Linked DNA regions of Xenopus laevis: region 2 is linked to region 1. Evidence: chromatin contacts called from public Hi-C data. All regions are on one chromosome and are shown on one strand. The core of a region is the stretch at or near the end of the contact, and the rest is flanking DNA. Distances in the headings are between cores, read along the strand shown. Region 1 holds the start of LOC108707475 (endothelin-2-like). Region 2 has its middle 57 kb from the start of LOC108707475.

Region 1 (6,042 bases), core at 1,880-4,379:
CTATGTAGACTCCTACAAACTAAAAAAATATATGTGTACGTCCTCTGCCATGAAGTCTAGTATCAGATTATTGAGTGAGCTATAAGCTCTTCTGATGTTCTACTGAAAAGATATATGTAGTGAATTTTGGCAAACCAATTCTGCACCAATGTACTGTACAGCACCATGTACTGTACAGCACCATGTACAAAATCATAGTTCTTACAAAATTGGATTCCTTTGACTACCTTGTTTTCCCAGACACATTCTCCTCCCCTTCCCTACACTGTGAGGGTTAAATAATCCTCATCACCCAGTCCTTTTTGTCTGCAGGCTTATCCAACAAGAGGTAGTCGCTGGGAGGGAGCCAAGCAGCACCTACAGTATATCCCTCACCTGGAAGACACATTGAATGAGGGTGTGGTACAGGAGAGGGAGGGGGCTGTTATTTAAACAGTAGGACAAGGGAAGGTTCTGGCCACTTGAGCACCTGTTCAACATACACGATGCAGAGAACAGCTTTAATACTGCCTTACGTTGCTATAGCAGGTACGTTCGCACATGAGGATATTCTGTGATGAATGTGCAGGTTTATGTGTAACTGAGGGCTTGCTCTTTACACTTCACAGATGCCTGGAATGTAGTGAGTAAGCTAGTAAGAGAAGGTAAAGTAATTGCATATACTTGATCCAGGGACTAGTCCGATTGCCATCTTGGAATCAGTAAGGAATTATTCCCCCTTTGATACAAATTGGAGAGGCTTCAAATGGGTTTTATTTGCCTAACTCTGGATCAACTAGCAGGTTGGCAGGTTAAAATAGAGTTAAAAGGTTGACTTAAGGGACGTGTGTCATTTTTGACAGCATGGGGGGGGGACCATAATGTGAATGAAAGGGTCTATCTGTAGTATTAAATAGAAAGTGGAAGATGTTTGAGTTGTGAAGCTGGCTCCCAGCTGAAATTTATGGCACAATATACATCTGATCTGTTATGATATGATGATGATGATGATGATGAAATTCACTATGACTATATCTGTGCTATGGCCTTAACAGTTATCACAATGGCCATTATTAACAACAACAACAGTGGAACTTCATGAGCACCTCTAGTAACTCCAGCAGTCATACAGTAGAAACCAATGAGATTTTAGATTCCATGGGATAGTGTAGTTAGAATATTAAAACCAAGTATCCAATTGGCTGCTTTGGGATACTCATCAGCACCAGGTTAAATAATATGTTATACAATACTGTTGTTGAAATGCAGTCTGTTGCTTTGTAAACATTTCCAGTAGAGGTATGGGATCTATTATCTGGTATGCTTGAGATTTCTGCCTTAAGGCTATATAGTTAAGCATTGCAAAGTCCCAATAGGGTGGTTGTACCATCAGTGTGGATTTATTCTAACTCACTTAATTACTAGGTCCTGTCTTTTTAATGCAGAGAAATGTAAATCAGTCAAAGGTGAAACATTTCATTTTAGATGTTATACTATCGGAAATGCCATTCAGAGCTTTCTAAATAACAGTTTTCTAGATAATTGGTCACATGCCTGTACAGTATTTGTTTTTTATGTCTCTGAATCAGTTGGATAAGTATGATAATACAGTATAAAATAGAGCAAATAGATATTGGAAAAATTGTATAAAATCTCCATTACATCTCCCTAGAAATTATTTAAAATGAATTAAAAACTGAAAATGGCAAAAATCACATACAATGTAGAGCCTGCTGGAATCCTTAGAATATATCTAAATTGGAGTATGGAATGAACAAGGCAGACGTTATGTGTGCCATAAAACTAAAGCTTCACGGGAAGGATGTATTCTCTGTATAACATCTGATCTCAATTGATGTGACTATAAATAACCATGGACCTTCCCTAGCACAATGTACCTGTCATTAATTAGAACACATTCTGCTGAGGAACCATTTCCTATAAATATGCTGAATTTCAGTCATATACTGTCAGGTGTAAAAGATTTTTTTTTTTTTTTTGCTTTAGTCGAATAAACAGAGGAATAACAAAAAAGAACCTATTCGGAGAACTAAATGATTTCATTACCTATTTGGAATTCTGGAATATATGTGTGTCCAACTAACCAGGCGTCAGATGTGCTCCTTCCCAATGCATTATGGCCTCACTCTTCCCAACAGGCTCAATAGATTGCTTTTTATCACATCACAATTTTACATAATTTTACCCCTTTTAGATTTGGACTTTGGTGCTCTAAAATGATTTGTTTACATAAAGCTTTCCTTGGCGTGCATCAGGTCGACTGTTGTGTAACTCCTGCCGGAGCGAAAGTGTGCTTTAGAGGTGAACTAGTGGTTAATTGAGGTCCATAAATGAATGTGCCCTGTCAGCTTTTCTAGCATGGGAAAAAAGGAATGGAGATAGGTGGCTCTATAGATATCAGCTAATGTGTACACTAGCAGTGAATATATTGTAAGGAATGCAAAAGTGTTTGCAAGCAGGATGCTCTGTATAATGATGGCAGTTATCATCACCATACAGATGAGGGGGATTATTGAATGAGTCAGTTATTCTTATATTGAAATACTTCCACTCACGCACTGAGGCACTGCAGGCTTTATCTCCCAGACCCCTAAACAGCATTACATTTGCAGAATAACTCTTTGTACTGTTATTGGATCTATTATCCAGAATCGGATAACATGAACAGATACTGACACCAGAAAATAATTTTTTTTTTGTATTTGTCATAACATTGTCTTTGAATGCTATTTATAATTTTGTCATAAAAGTATTTGCCTGATGCTTTTACATTACCTGTCTTACGATCCTGTTCCTCTATGAGGGCAGCTGTCATATTTGTGCAGCAATATTCCGTTAGCATTAGAAACTCTAACTGACAGGCTAAGAAGGGACAGTCAGGTTGTCAAAACAGTCAGGTTTAGGAACTTCAACTAACAATTACTTACAAAAGCAGAACTATCAGTGAAAAAAGATCAACATGACCTATAGGTAACTTTTAATGTAAAAATAAAAAATGTTAGTGTCAGTATCACTTTAAGGCTATGACAAAACATTTCAAAACGAAAGCAAACCAACAGCATTGTTTTACTGACAACATTTACTTATCAACAATCATATCAAGTGCAATGTCCGTTATCATTATTACAGGAACGAAACGCATCAGTCAAAAATCAAGAATTATTTGTTAGATGGGAAAAGGCATTTCAATATGTTTGAGGTTTCTGGATAATGGATCCAATACCTACCTACCTACCTTAATATGTTAAACATTCCCTCAACATTATCAGTTCCCTAAAATTAAAACTACCCTAAGAATACTACACAATGGTGATTCCTCATAATTAATGTCAGTTAACAGTGATGATTAAATAATTATAATTGTACCATAATTGTGTATTTTTCCTTTCTCAGTAACAGGGGTGCTTTCCTTCCCAGCTCCTCCTTCTATCCCACAATTTAACCTGCACACAAGGGCAAAGAGATGTTCCTGCAATACATGGATGGATAAGGAGTGTGTGTACTTCTGCCACCTGGATATAATATGGGTAAACACTGGAGGGTGAGTATCTTAGTACATAAGTACTTTCTGCACAGACAGCAGGAAACATTCCTTACCTTTAGGGCAATGGCACATGATGAGATTTTTCACCTGCAAGAAATTTGTGCTACCCGCAGGCAACAAATCTCCTAAAAATGCATTACAAATTATTAACCTCCAAATATGGGGATTTTCCACAATTAAACCGGCGATCTGATGGCTATCGAATAGGAAGGCATTTTAAGGAGATTTGTAGCGTGGATTTCCTGCAAGCATCAAATTCCCATTGCCCATACAGAGTTAATGACTCATCACAATAGGTCCTCTCTATAAAGAAATGCTCTATGAATAATTTATGGATATGCATACAGAGGTTTGGGAAGACAGACCAGAAGGATACAAAGTGGTAGATTTAGCAAAGGGGTGAAATAAAATGTATCGCAGTTTGTCAGAAGTAAAAGCTGGGCAAAGCTTTCAGTCCTTGTGTATGGGATTTTTATCAAGAGACAAACTCTCACTTTCATTCACTGATAAATATGCCCCTAAAAATGTACCAGTGAATAGAGAACTGTGCATTTTCCCTCTGGCAAACTATAACAAAGTCTATTTACCCTTTGATAAGTATCCTTTGTATCTGGTGTCTAAGAAGGACACTTGTAAAACACTGTAGTTCGTTTGTGTTCTCTATAGACCCACATATTTTCCTTATCAAGAATGCTTTAGCTGAAATGAAATATCTACTTCCATACTCATCCCACAAGCAAGTCCTGACTGGGGTGCAATTGTATGCCGTCCAACAGTCCACTTACATTTGAGTCAGCTTTCAGCAGCTGAGTAGTATGACTGCTCTTTAGGCCAGAGAAATGTAAGCACATTTTTAGCTGCTGCAAATGCTCTGTGGGTTGAGCACCTACTTTTGTATGTAGACATTTAAAATAATACATATTGCCTAAAAACTCAATGCAATGTGCGGGTTTTCAAATAAATATAATACAATCTTTAGCCCTTGCTACTACCCACCAACATTTTCAGTGGCTTTTACAGTCCCTGGAAAATGTAATTGATATTCAAAAGCAGTCTTTCCCTCTAAAACAATGTAGCAGGAATCAGTTCTCCTCGAGGTCTGTTAATTAGGGAGCTTCAGTTACATAGATATAAATAGTCTTTCCGTTACAAGCAAATACATTTCCAAAAAAAAATCGTTTCGATTGGAGATGCCCTTTAAATCTAGTCATCTCACATGCCTACAATAGGCAGCACAACACCCTGGACTATGGAACAGTGGAGGATTATCACAGAGATATTTGATATAAGATTTATTAAAGAGACTGAGGACAGATAATGCACACCTGTTTGAACAGCTGTTGCCAGGAGTGTTTGTCTCTAGAGCTTTCAGTCTCCAGACCAGGCAGATTCAATTTCATTACAGATCATGCAGCCAGGCAGGGCACCCATGGGATATTTTTAGAGCCATGTCTGCTCCTCTCTAGGGGAAAAGCTGAGTGTTGTAATATTTTGCGGCTGTTTTATTAATTTATGAACTAACAATTCAATTTTATTATAGACATATTTTAAAGACAAGCTTTCCAGAAATGAACTCTTTATTTGGCACTATTTGCCCATTTCTTGTAATGAAGAATAAAGACTGCAAATGAGACAGTAGCACCGATATGAGATTACTTCTTTCCCAAATATGCTTCAAGATGTAACCAGTATCTTTCTCATCTTTGATCAAGCAGGTTTAAAAATCCTCAAAAGAGCTCATTGGTTTATTGATGTGGGCCTTGCCCTGACAGCCCGCAATTAATGTCATTGTGATCTACAACGCCAAAGATCAATCAGGTCAGCCTTATAACGCCCATCTCAAATTGGGCATATTGGGGAAAGATCTGCTGTTTGGCAGCCTTGCAAAAGATATCTTTAAAGATATGGCCAAATTTAGCCTAACTTTGACAGCGACAGGTCAACCACTTTATGGTTCTTCATATGTCTGCACAAATGGGAGCAACTGTAAAACTAATGAGCATAGGAAAGTAGGGGTGACCTACATCAGTATTCATTATTCAATCATTCTAATGTGTCTGAATGTCAAGGGAAATACAGTGCATGAAGAATTCACACATTCTGAAGGCTAAACTAAGCTTGAGCAGCAAAGACCCACTCTCATTTACAAAGTCTTAAACTACTACAGGTATGGGACCTGTTATCCAGAATGCTCAGTACTTTTCCAGGTAACGGATCATTCGTAATTTGGTTCTTCATACCTTAAGTCTACTAGAAAACATTAAATAAACCCAATAGGCTGTGTAAGAAACCTACCCTGGTGGTCTAGTGGGCAGCGGGGTCCACGCCGCGTCCTCGGCGTGGACGCCCGATGCTCCTCTCCTGTTCTCCCCTTGCCGGCACCATCTTGGATCCCTAGGGCGCGTCTCTTAAAGGTGCAGGCACGCTGGCGTGATTGCGGCAGCACGCAATGGCGTGAAATTGCGCACATTTTTGGCGCGAATTGGGACCCTATTTAA
Region 2 (6,647 bases), core at 3,891-6,390, 59 kb after region 1:
TTGTTTTGTACATGTATTTCTGCTGCATACAAGAAGCCCCGAATCCATATACCTAGCGGACATTTTCTTTAGTCCAAACTTATAATAGTTATTTATAGTGATTATTTGGCCTGACATATTACATAAATGGGCCCATGCCTGAGGTCATCCCCCCAACCCAGTTTCAAGTTCAACATTACAAATATTAAAACAATTATCAAACCAATTTTCAAAAAATTGTGACAAAGTGTCACCCTTACATCAAACTCTAGTAACGCCCTCTGTGATCTCTGACCCTTATGTAGTCAGAGGACAAAAAGAGGTGAAACTAAAACCTTAAAAAACCTATATATATATAATCCTCCAATGAAGAAGCCGCACTCACAGGTTGCCGTTTTGTTTGTGAGCTGAATAAATACTGATCACTTAATCAATTGCAACAGTTGTGCCGCAGGTCTCTTGCTTTGCACTCATAGGTCTTGTCCAAATGTATAAACCGTTTATTTAGGAAACATTTCGACTGGCTGCATCTCAGCATATATATATATATATATATATATATATATATATATATATATATATATATATATATATATATATATATATATATATATATATATATATATATATATATATATATATATATATATATATATATATATATATATATATATAGTAAGGGAATTTAGACCCAGAAATGTGTTTCTTAAAAGCTGTCCCTGGTCCTATGCAAAGGCTCACACCTTGTCTTATGGCTGAGACAGCATTGCTTAAATATATAGGTGCTATATAACTAAAAGATAATACTACATCTGCTCTTGCATTTATTATAGATGAAAACACAAAACAAAACACCTTCAACAAACATATATTGACATATATGTCAAGATAATTTATCTCACTGCACATGAGACAGGCATTTAGGAGGTTACATTTTGTTGTTACTATACTGCATGAAGTACTGTAAGGTGCTGCCTGTAACATTCCCATTTGAAAAACAGAGGAGAACTGCTTTCTTGTTATGGCTGCTTTTTGATTGTTACCATGACAACTCAAATTTAGATTTAATTTGGACAGCATTTCAACTAACCTCATTTTTGGTCTAACTAACCACTTTCTGGTCACTCCATATCTAAATATGAGTAATATTCACAGACTAGGGTTCATTTACAAAGAAGTAGGTTTAAGTTCTGGAGCAATAAGGGGCCAACCCTTTGTAAAAGTCATCTTGCTATAGATTCAGGGATATTAAAGAAAGTTAGTGCATATTCTCCCTCAAATTTCATTCCAAAGGGTTGGCAGGCTTGGCCCTCACTACAACTGTTTTAGGACCCGGGGGGGGGGAGGACCACAGTTTGTAAACACTATCAGGCAGGCTTGAGAAAGGGCAAGTCCAGGCCCGAAAGTTACCTGTTGGTTACTGACCAATAAACACAAACTTTCACATTTTGCAACTAAGGTGCTGCAGTTTTTTCTCTTTTCTGTTGTAAACCTCTGTGTGACACACAGTGTGTGATAGCTAATTCAGTACATGGAGTCATTGTCAGACTGGGGTACCTGGGGCCCACCAGAGAACTTCACCCCAGGGGCTCACACAACACATTAACGCACCTGCTGTAACAACCCCTGACAGATTTTGCTCCCCCCACACTATGTACATTGTGCAGCTCCATTTAGCCATAATTACCGAGATATGCCAGTAAGATCACTGCAGAAAATAGATATTGGTATATATAGATGTAAGTGTATGGAGTTATCGGTGTGAGTGTGTGTATGTATGGATTCTGGGTTTCATTTTGAGGGGTTAAACTTGAAGGACTTTAGTCTTTTTTCAACTCGATTTAACTATGTAACTATGAAAATGGATAATGAACATATTAACCCTAGACATGTCAGTAAGATCACTGCAGAAAAAGAATAGAGTGAAAGCATTAACTCCCCCACACTTGCACAAGCAGAAAACTACAAACTTTTCTTATCTTCCTTTTCTTCTGTGCAACTACTTTCCCAGGCTCTGCCCCTTGCAACAGTGCAAGGGGCAGAGCTCGGTGCACAATGGCACAAGGGAAAACTGTACTTTACACTTTACTTTAGTTTGAGGTAAATACAGGGCCCCAGCTGCAGTTTCCACTCTCTACTGATCTTACACACAAAGAAAGGTTGTGCAATGGGCTAGGTAGGTATTAAGCTCTGGATAAAATTGCCTATAGTGGGCTTGAATATGACAGGAACCTTAAATTAAAAGCTCCACTGGGGTAGTGAATGATGTATGTGTAAATGTTTTGGTATAAGGTTAAGTCTAACCTTATAAACTGTTAACCTTGTTAAGGGTCCAAGGAAGCCTAGACAAATATGTCTTTGCAGTAGGAAGCTTAAGTACAAATAGTCTGAAAACCACTATGTTAAGCTTAGAAGTGCCTTTTTTCTACAGCTAGTAAAAGTAGCTATACAAGGGGAATAATAAGTTCAAACCTGTCTTGTTAAATTGGCCAACAACAGCTTTTTGTAAGGTACCCTTAGCTAAATATTTAATGCAACCAATTGGATTGTAGACTTTTATCTGGACCGAATCCATTTGGTTTATGTGGAAGGCCCATCATTGCTAGGAAACAACAGGAACCAAGTCACTCGTTAATTCACAGGGTAAAATATATAGTTTTTTGTCCCATTGACTGATTGCAGAGGAGTAAGCTATGTCAAAGTTGTACTGATTTGACCCACTTAAGGCTAACATCACACCAGGTTTTTTCTTTACCTGCATTGATGGAGAAAAAGTTGATGCATGCAGATCAGCTCCCATCTGCAAAAATCTGCTCCCCTCCAATCTAAGCTTCCTTCACCCCTGTGATATTTATACAACCCACCAGCTGTCTAAAGAAGGTGCACAGAACAGTCTGGGAGGTTAATTCACTGTATTGCTATTTTTCTGTTCTGATCATATGGTTAGGTGTACCCAGGTAACCAGTCACAGAAGGTAACTGGCTGGTGGAAAAGAGGTATAATGTGCTGTTGCTTGTTTGGTACTGGTTGATAATGATATTGTTCTTAATGTTTAAAATATTTTATTTGATTTTCATAATGATATTGTTCTTATGTTATCCACCTACTGTATATAAGATAGCACTGCTGGGGAATACTTTGTACTTTTTGTTACTGGAAACCATGGGAACAGTGCATGACCATGTGTGGTTCTCAATAATTACCTTGCATGGTGTCTCTGGGTGGGAATGGTGACCTCTTGTAGTGAGAAATGTATTCCAAGAGGTTTGGTTGGCCTAGTGAAGAAGAATACTTATCTGCAGAGACAGTCTGGGTAAGTGTTTAGCTTGCTACCCTTAACCAATATACAAGTTATCTTCTAGCAAGAGTAAGGACAAGAAGGTTTGTTGTTTTACTGTGATGCTGATTTATTTTGTCCACTGTGTTTGACGTTATTGATTCCATTCTTTCACCTCACTTAAAAAGTTCCCAATTTATTCTCCAGATTCTCTTTATTTCTGCACTAGAAAAGCCATTATTCCCATGGTGAATTAAATCGACCTCAAGACAATGACAAGTATTTATCTGTTCCTGTTCTAAATCTATAGATAGTCTCAGGCAGTCACCTTTTCTAGACATTTAGTGACATCTACTGGTGTTTTAGTGTTTTGCTTCTGTAAATATCAACAGATTTGGCTGTTGGACACATGGCTAGATTAGATAAAATGTGGATGTATGAATACAGTACATTAATCAAAACACATATGCTGTATACAGGGGCTTTAGTAGTTAGAAATGCTAAGAGATTAAAATGTAAATATATTCTCTTAAAATAATTGTTCAGTGTAAAAATAAAAATATGGTAAATAGATAGGCTGCGCAAAATAAAAAATGTTTCTAATATAGTTAGTTAGCCAATGTAATGTATAAAGGCTGGAGTGACTGGATGTCTAACATAATAGCCAGAACACTACTTATGTGTCCATGAGACCTAAGTACATTTATTAACCAGATCCTAACTATGTTCCAGATAAATTACATTGGTACTGTTGTCGTGGTAGTACCATGTCCATGGCCTTGTAAAGATAACTTGGCCAATGGCAGCCAATATGCCACTAGAGCCACTTCAGTGCTTATGCCCCTACTAATGCTTGTCATGCAGGAAAAACGGTCCAGTGTAACACTGGGAAATGTACTGTATGTGAAATCACTGCCCTATCACAATGCCTGTGGTCTCATGGTATCTGCTTCTTTGGCCCCAACCATGCGTCAAGCAATATTTGTGCAGAAAGAAATACTTCTGATCCATATACTTGTCAGTAAATAATCTTCCATCCATTAAAGTGATACACAAAAGTACAATGTATGCATATACAGTCAGCTAGTACAATGTACAATATACATACTGTATATACATATAGAGAGTGCTTGATTTCGTTTGGGCTGTGATGAGGAAAATGTTCACCTGACATGGATTTGCAGCAAAATTCGTTGCTTGGCCATCTTCTAATTTTTTCTTAAAATTGCAGCAGAATTTAGTCGGGAAAAAAAAATGTGCAAGAAAAACCTCCACTGACTTCAATGCATTTTGCATGATCAAAGATCACTGGCAGAGAAAAAAAACATTAATTGACTGTGCATTTTGCCTAAAAAATAACTGCTTTGAAAAAGGATAGTATAGCTGATCCAGATCAAATATTCCACATCACATCATTTCATATAGAGAAGGAAAATGCAAGTCTATACCAAGTTACCAGTAGGAGAATCCCAGACTATATAAAACCATTATGGAAATATTAATACCACCAACAAAACATATGATTATTATTATTAATGAAAAACTAAGGCTTCCCATAGATTTGTAATATACAGTATTAACAGTATAATAATTGCATACCTAGTATGTTTAATTAATAGCAGTTCTAGAGGTCTCTAGAAGAGCCTATAACATGCTCATGGACATGATTTTATAGAAATTATACTATATAAATATCTCCATGAGACCTGTGTAATAAACAGCAACTGGGCTTGGAGGCAGAAAGTGGAAAAGGCATAGTTTGTGGCCATTGCATTCTACCAGTATTTAGGTGAGTTGACATGCGGTATTGGTTACAGCTTCCATTACCCCCTTTAAATGTGTCTAAGAGCTTTCCAGATCTTTGCCAACATTGTTGGGGAAAAGAAACCTAAACTATGAACTCTTTTCTACTTTATGGGCTGCCTGTAGAGATTATGGTGTTATGGAATGGTGGCAATATGATAAACATTTCCTATGGATGGCCTCAAAGGCCACCATATTGTGGGACCATAAGGATATTAGTTTGCGATTGAGACTGATGGGCTTTCAAAGGGGACAGCATTTTCCAGGCAGCCCTGGAGAGTTGGTGTTCACCACAGGATCTAGACAGAATATCTGTTTTCGATATAATGAGGGCCAGTGCAAATTGCAAGACAAATGGAGGATATGAATGCTCTAAATCTGGAGGTACCCACCCTCAAGCCAGATGTTTTACATGTATTAAAAAGAAAGCAAATGTGCCACCCACAGACCTTGACAAATGGAGTCTAGTGAGGGTAGATGACATGTTGCGTTATGTAAAGGGCATATAAAGGCAAAAAAATAAAATCCAATCTTTAATGAAAAGAAACCTACCTCCAATATACTCTGATTAAAAAATGTGTACCGTTTTTATAAGAAACCTGACTGTATGCAGTGAAATTCTCCCTTCATTTACTGCTGTGGATAGGAATTGTCAGATGGTCCCTAACTGCTGGGCAGGGAACAATCATACTTATGAACTCCAGGGGGAGCCCCTGCCTTACTTCCCAGCCATTCAGAACTCAAACAGTTTTGTTTGTTTCCCTGTAGAGCAGTCGGCGACTGTGTAAAGATTTGTATTGGATTTTATTTTGCCTTTGCATCCCCTTTACCGTTTCCTGCTGCAGGGACAAAGATCATGCCAAATTTAAACAGATAAACTGGAATTCTATTTTGGAGGATTATTTTGCTGCAGCTACTGGTTCTGCAGAGTTGGAGAAAGTTTGCATTAAACAATACAAAAACGATAAAATCCACATTAGATTACATGACAACACAGGACCCATTGCAGTCTGCATATTCTGATTATTAATCAGTCTCGGCTTTTTGCAGATATTATTTGACTTGTGCTGTTTTGATAATTTATGATGATCCCTAAGCAGCCCAGACCACACTGAGCATGTGCATAGTCTTGCAAAGATGTTTAACAAAATTACAAGATGGTGACCCCCTGTGGCCAACTTTGAAAGCATAAATCATTTGTTTGATTAGGCTTGTGGTGCAGTAAGTTCATTTTTATGTTTAGGGCAAGCAGAGAATGACACACCCAAGCAGCACTGGGCAAGCAGAGAATGGCACACACAAGCAGCACTGGGCAAGCAGATAATGGCACACCCAAGCAGCACTGGTCAAGCAGAGAATGGCACATCCAAGCAGCACTGGGCAAGCAGAGAATGGCACACACAAGCAGCACTGGGCAAGCAGAGAATGGCACACACAAGCAGCACTAGGCAAGCAGAGAATGGAACACACAAGCAGCACTGAGCAAGCAGAGAATGGCACACACAGTGGGGGTCATTTATCAACACTGGGCAAATTTGCCCATGGGCAGTAACCCATGGCAACCAATCAAATTGCTGCATTCATTGTT

Evidence for each region. A called contact is a pair of places that touch in the nucleus more often than the background predicts.
Region 2: a Hi-C map of the XL177 cell line shows a contact between it and region 1, with 4 times the contacts expected there. The contact joins the enhancer-like site here to the promoter of LOC108707475 in region 1. A contact is called at or near these places in 2 of 4 Hi-C or Micro-C datasets (the XL177 cell line and the XTC cell line).

The regions. Positions count from the first base shown.
Region 1 is chr2L:59,685,780-59,691,821 of Xenopus_laevis_v10.1, forward strand. It overlaps LOC108707475 (endothelin-2-like), which reads left to right and starts at 3,130. Exons shown (of 4, transcript XM_041581920.1): 1 at 3,130-3,541. The coding sequence starts at 3,483.
Region 2 is chr2L:59,742,506-59,749,152 of Xenopus_laevis_v10.1, forward strand. No RefSeq gene overlaps it. Among protein-coding and RNA genes, the nearest start is that of LOC108707475, 57 kb to the left of the region's middle. Within about 2 kb of position 5,141, at least 1 of the 7 cell types and tissues checked has an H3K27ac peak or open chromatin away from gene starts, as enhancers often do.